Linked DNA regions of Danio rerio: region 1 is linked to region 2. A link is a contact called in public Micro-C data. All regions are on one chromosome and are shown on one strand. The core of a region is the stretch at or near the end of the contact, and the rest is flanking DNA. Distances in the headings are between cores, read along the strand shown.

Region 1 (3,545 bases), core at 1-2,500, 160 kb before region 2:
TCGATAAACCAATAAATAATTATGCAATTTTTAAAAAATAAATCCACAAGGTCCTGTATCAATAAAATAATAAATAAATATGCAAAAAAAGGTTAATAAATCCACAAATTCCTGCATCAATAAATTAATAAATAAGTATCAAAATGAATAAATTAATAAATCCACAAATTGCTGCATCAATAAAATAATAAATAAATATGCAAATAAATAAATTAATAAATCCACAAATTCCTGCATCAATAAATCAATAAATAAATATGCAAATAAATAAATTAATAAATCCACAAATTGCTGCATCAATAAAATAATAAATTGTATTCAAATAAATACATTAATAAATGCACAAATTTTTGCATCAATAAAATAATAAATAAATATGCAAATAGATAAATAAAAAATCCACAAATTCCTGCATCAATAAAACAATAAACAAATATGCAAATAAATAAATAAATTAATTAATAAATTCACAAACTCTTGCAAGAATTTCTAAGCAGGAATTTGTAGATTTGTAGTCTTAATTTATTTGCGTATTTATTTGTGCATTTATTGTTTTATTTATGCAGGATTTTGTAGATTTGTTTATTCATTTATTTGTTTATATATTTATTTATTATTTACTGTTTTTGCAGATTTCGTCCTCTATAATAGGCCATTACTTGTAGTGGATATTTTGATGTTTTTTTAATTAAACAAAGACCAAAAAAAAAAAAGGATATCTAAATATTAATGTATTCAAATGCATGAATGAAAAGCTGTTTTAAATATTGAAAATCAGCCCCAAAAGCGAAGCATTGTTTATTATCAGGATTTTTAAAAATATAAATGGATAAATATTCTGCTTAGTTGTAATGATCCTTTATGGACTCCAGGTGGCTGCAATGTTCACATATTTGACGTCTCCTGTTCTGCACTTTTGTCAAAACAAAGAATTGAAAAATTAAATAAGGATATAACGGGAATAAATAAATAGTAAAGGTAGGCCCATATGATGAGGTATATTTAGATATATTTTTAATCGTCAAATATAAATATTATAATTAGGTAACTTTAACTATTTAATATAATTGAATTTATTTAAAATAAATTGAATCGATCAATAGTGCAATAAAATGGTCATTTAAAAGGTCATAAATAACAATGCAGAACACTTCATCATTTCAAGACGTGCAGTTGACGCATGACGTCATTTCCGGTTCTGCCATTTTGCGGTTGCGGATCAGTCTCGAGCTGCTGGTGCGTTTCTTGCCGAAAACCGACAACATAGCCTAACAAAGCAGACAAAATAAACCGGCAAAATGTCAGATTTTGACAGCAATCCCTTCGCGGACCCCGACTTTAGCAACCCGTTTCAGGTAATGCCACATAAGTGATGCTTTTATTATTGTATTTCGGTGTACAGGTTTTTGTGTGTGTTTCACAGGTAACGTTAACGTTAAAGTCGATAGATTCTTGTCATCATGTCGATTACGTTTATATCAAACAGAGTAAATTAATTCTAACATATTCACTTTAAAAGACTAAACCTGTTATTCGACAGTCTGGTGTATGTAAATATGTCATTATTAAGTATTTGTTTTTTTGTTCATAAGCTTTTGTGATTATCATTGAGTTTCTGATTCGATTTCTGTTCCAGTTCTGTGTTCAGTCTATTCAAAACAAGCCTTTAATCTACTATTAATTAAATCTGACCGCATTAACGTGTATAATGTTATGGGTTTATTGTTATATTATAACGAATGGAGCTTAATTCTGCTTGGTTTCTATTTATCATGTTATTCATTTATCATGGATCTCTTAGCTGGTGAGAAATCTGCTGTTACAGAAACTGTTCATGTCTAAAATGAATATTGAACTTTACAATGTGTGTGTAGATTAGAATAAGGCTGAATGCTGATGTTTAGGGTTATTAAAGGATGATGTGTGTATGTTTGGGCTGCTGGGATAGATAGATGGATGTAGGCCGGCCCTGTTTTGATCAGTGATGTGTGTGTGTGTGTGTGTGTGTGTGTGTGTGTGTGTGTGTGTGTGTGTGTGTGTGTGTGTGTGTGTGTGTGTGTGTTTGCAGCTCCGGTCAGCTGAGGGAATTAGATCCCTGACAGCCTGTTTTATTTTTTATTTTGTTCAGCAACATTGAGCCAAACGTGCAAGCATTGGTCTTCTGAAGTCTGAACACCATAATGCACCAGAACTGTTGATTCGGTGGACATTCTGTAAAAACATCACTTTGTAAATGACTTAATCCTACTGTAAAGCCTACTGTCATATCTGAAACGTGATTTCTAATGCTTCACTGCATTCTTAACCTGTTGCTCACAACATACAACATGCTTTCTGCAATCTTTTCCTTAATTTAAATCTTTCTTTCGTTTTTTTAGTTAATGAAAGAGATTTTAGTATAATTGTAAAAGTGTCCACCTTTAGGCTTCGGTTTGCAAGTCTTTTTGCTGTGCATTTTTGATTTATGTTATGTGAAATTAATGTGATGGTCTCTATGTTGCAACCATTTATATTCAGTTTTTGAGCTTTTGTCACCCAAATGTTAACTTGAATATTTAACAATAGAACTTTTGGATTATACTTATTGCAATAAACGGTACTTTATCTTGCCTTCCTATTTCCTTTTAGTAAAGAAGCAATATATTTATTTAAAAAAGCAATATATATTCAAAACATCTTATGCATCAAATATGCACTGCAAACTTTTCTTCAGTGAGACTTGTTGAGTTCTTCTTCCATCATTTGCAATGTTTCTAAATTGTCAATAATTTTTCTTACCATTTTTTGGTCACTTTTATCTATTTTATTTCTGTAAAGCTCCTTCTGACCATGACATTTCCTTACTAAATGGTTATAAGAGACATGTTTATGGGATTATATGCAACATCCTTTATTTTTTTTCTTAAGTAAGGCGAGATCTTATCATACTTGGAGGGGAAAATGTGCTATATGCATACTCAGTATCAGCCGATGACCATGACATGGAATCGGTACTCTGTATCAGCTGCAAAAATCCTGATCGGAGAATATATATATACATACATATATATATATCATATATATGATCATGATACTTTTTATTAACTTTTATTTTATTAAAATAATTGTATTGCATCAATTGTTTGTCCCCTAAAACAATGAGTAGTGTGTTAATCCAACACAATCTCACAGCAATTCGTAACTTTTTAATTTAGTGGCTAATTCGTATGAATTTGTACGATCTAATTCCTACAATTTAGTACGATTTGCTCATCCCCCAATGACGGTTGGGTTTAGGTGTGGAGTTAGGTGCCACGCCTCCTTTTTAAAATCGTACGATTTCGTACGACTGAACTGAATTAGCCACTAAACTGTCAAAATGTAAAATACTTACGTTTTCTCGTGAAATCAGGCTGCCGAAATTGATACACATTGTATTTAGAAAGCATATATTAATATTTATAGAGAGTGACAATTAAAATTTATGTGAATTTTATGTCATTATTCTGCAGTGCTGTTATGAAGCTCATTTGTTTACATTACAATATATCTAAATTTACCTTGCT
Region 2 (3,634 bases), core at 875-3,374:
TCTTTTCTTAAACTTGACAATGAGTTCACTGTACTCAAATGGCCTCCACAGTCACCAGAGCTCAATCCAATAGAGCACCTTTGGGTTGGTGGAACAGGAGATTGGCATCATGGATGTGCAGCCGACAAATCTGCACCAACTGTGTGATGCTATCATGTCAATATGGAGCAAAATCTCTGAGGAATATTTCCAGTAGCTTGTTGAATCTACGCCATGAAGGATTTAGGCAGTTCTGAAGACAAAAGGGAGTTCAACCTGGTACTAGTAAAGTGTACCTAATAAAGTGGCCAGTTAGTAGGGGAGAGTGGGGGCTTTTGCAACAAGACTTATTCCTCCATTCAAGAAAGAGCTCGAGTGAGGATATTCATAATTCATCTTCTCAGTTAGACCCTCCTTCAATCTGAGAGAAATCAGCCATTTGTGAGCATTCCTTAAGTATAAAACTCATTTTGAAGTCATTTTGTAATGTTCAGAAAATGTCTAATACTGTCTAATCTGTTTTTGTGAAACATTATTTACTTGTAAAATATAAACATCTGTTTTCTTAGCTTTAAATAGGTTTAGCTATTAAGTGTTAAAGCTGTTTTACCTTCCTATAATCATGGTCAAAAATAAAAAAATGCTGTTCAGCTGTCCCAAATCACAAAATTCATTTATAAGCTTGTCTTATTAACAATCTACAACTTTAATTTGGTCACAGTTAAAATGTACTTTAATTTGAAAGAGTTAATTGTTTAATTTATTCATTCATTTCAAAGTTTAAAGAAATAGTTTAGTAAAGGGTGGATTAACGGAGAGAAGATATATTTTACAGCATAACAGTTTTAATAACTTGTTTCTAACATCTCATTTCTTTTCTTTGGTGACAGTTCATGACTGAAAATGTTACATGTGCATGCTGAAAGTTAACATTGTGCAGCCATAACTGCTGATCTAAATTAGGTGATGAAGAATGATCAAAATATATGAAGAGTTCATTTGCAGAAGTAGATGACTCCATTTCAGTGGTTTTCTGATCCCTTATTCGGGGAATTAAAGAGTACAATAACGGGAAAAACAAAACATGATTTATGGTAATTGCTGACGTTTTTATTTAGTAATTTTTAATTGAAATGTATATATCTATCCAACAACAATAATGACGCTAATAATATTACCTTGTCATAGTGACGGTATCATTTTGTTCAAAACAAAATACAAAATACTTTACTGCCACCTAGTGGAATAAAACAAAACCTTCAGAAAGAGCATGGACCAAACAGATCGCAACTACACAAATAAACTGCAGTGAACAAAAATATGCAATATCCTATATGCATCGTATAATTGGAAGTTTCCTTAATTAATAAAGCGACTAAGCCGAAAATAAAAATGAATGAATGAATGAATAAATATTATATTATATTAGGCTATGTTATTCATTCATTTTCCTTAGGCTTAGTTCTCTCTCTTTATTCCACAGCGGAATCAACCGCCAATAAACACCATAAACACTCACACGACCTATTTAGCTTACCCAAATTTCCCTATAGTGCATGTGTTTGGAAAAACAGAGCACCCGGAGGAAACCCACGCCAACACGGGGAGAACATGCAAACTCTACACAGAAATGCTTACCCAGTCGGGACTCGAACCAGCGACCTTCTTGCTGTGCGGCAACAGTGCTAACCCCTGAGCCACCGTGTCACGCTATATTGTATTGTATTATTCATTCATTCATTCATTTTCTATATTTTCTATTTGGGTTGGCCCCTCTATTAAGGGGGTCACCACAGTGGAGTGAACCGCCAACTTATCCAGCATATGTTTTACACAGTGAACAGTTTTATATTATATTATATTATATTATATTATATTATATTATATTATATTATATTATATTATATTATATATGTCTTTTTTTGTTAATTATTTGAAGATTTAATACATTTTAATATTTCTTACGTATTTTCAGCAGACCTCAATAAGTTATAAATATTTCCCAGAAGCGTATTTATAAACTTGAAACGTCAAGTTATTGAATATTAATAAGTTTGCACCTACCTTCTCACTTTAGCATAATCATTAATATTCAAGAGGCGGGTTTTCCATGTGATTGGCTCATTCTTCTGCGCGTGCTCGGCGAGGTGGGATGTCACGAGCGTCATTGGCGACGTGGAGACGTATACAGCACAGCAACTTACACTGTTAAACACACTTTACTGGATATTTAACATCACTACATACAACTCATTTACTCGTACTAGTCCGAAGATACAAAGGAGCCTGTGTTACGGAACGAGAGGGGCTTTTCTAAGGCGCTGTCAGCTCTGAAATTTAACAGGTAAGTTAATCTTGCCGCTAGCCTACTAGCATGTTAGCATGTAAGCTAACGCGTTTATAATGGGTTTCTCCATTCACTAGAGTCTGCAGGCTAATTTTTGCTAAGTGTGTTTCTGCTCCCTGGACACTTATTAACTTATACATAAACAGTGAAGCACCAAGATGTAGCCATATAAAATGAATATTTAACCACATTCTGGTATTTTCGTCTGCGTTGAGCGTAAAAGCCGTGAAGAGTGTTATTTGACAGAAAGACAACAGAGGAAAGCTAAATGTGTCAAAGTAAATGAATTAAATACTTACAGGAAGTTTTGAATTGTACATTATTGAGCAGTCTTAATTACAGCGTGTTAAATCATATGTAGTCTGTGTTGATTAGACTGCTGTTGTTTGGATAGTTCAGTAATAATGGCTATTGCAGTGTTTACATTACTCTCTGTACAACAGAAATACAGTCTAAACATTGGAAGATTATCAGAATTTGAATATGTAAATCATTTACCTGTATATTGTAAGTCGTTCATTAGTTGCTGTATTTACCTAAAATTACCTAAAATCACCTGTAATGTAGATAATTGCATTGCATTGAATATTGAAATAATTAGTATATTACTAATCAGTAATTAGTATTAGTATTTACACAGTATCTAACCTAATAATGAAATGAGAAGCCTTTTTCATAGGACGTTTACTAAAAATTAAACAAGAAACAAGAGATCATATTTGCATATAATATTTGCATGGATGTATGTTTATGTGTCAAAGATGAGAAGACTCGTATTCAGGGTTCACAAGGTGCTGGAAAAGTCATACATTTATGAAAAAGCATTTACCAGGCCTGGAAAAGTTTTGGAAAAACTAATAAAACAAAAATGTTTTGGAAAATGTTTGGATTTTGTAGAGGAGTGAATCTGGAATAATATATACACATTAATGACAAGGATAGATCAAATAAAATATAGTAAAGATAAAAGTGAATTATAGTTTTTAGTTATTCACTCCTCAGGTACAGATATTGAATAATCAACACTGCATAGTCTTCACTGTATATTTTGTTTAATCTTTATTAAAGTTACTAAACATTTCTTGTGGGCGAATGTTTTAAACTCTGAAATATTGAAGTGTACACAGTTACAGGCCTGAAAGGGACAGTTTACACAAAGATTAAAATGTACTCTTTATTTACTCACACTTCACTTGTTTAGATAGTGTAGGAGTTAGTAAATTATATTCTTTTTGTGTTCATAAAAAAAAAAAAAAGAATGTTTGAAACAAATGAAGGGTGTAATGAAAATGGTTAGTAATTTTTGGG

What was found. A called contact is a pair of places that touch in the nucleus more often than the background predicts.
Region 1: a contact with region 2 is called in a Micro-C map of caudal fin, with 3 times the contacts expected there. The contact joins the promoter of scamp1 here to the promoter of dym in region 2. A contact is called at or near these places in 3 of 18 Hi-C or Micro-C datasets (caudal fin, hematopoietic stem cells and an unstated tissue).

The regions. Positions count from the first base shown.
Region 1 is chr21:4,554,051-4,557,595 of GRCz12tu, reverse strand. scamp1 (secretory carrier membrane protein 1) reads left to right here and starts at 1,250. Exons shown (of 9, transcript NM_205692.1): 1 at 1,250-1,355. The coding sequence starts at 1,299.
Region 2 is chr21:4,397,384-4,401,017 of GRCz12tu, reverse strand. dym (dymeclin) reads left to right here and starts at 2,124. Exons shown (of 18, transcript XR_012397079.1): 1 at 2,124-2,323.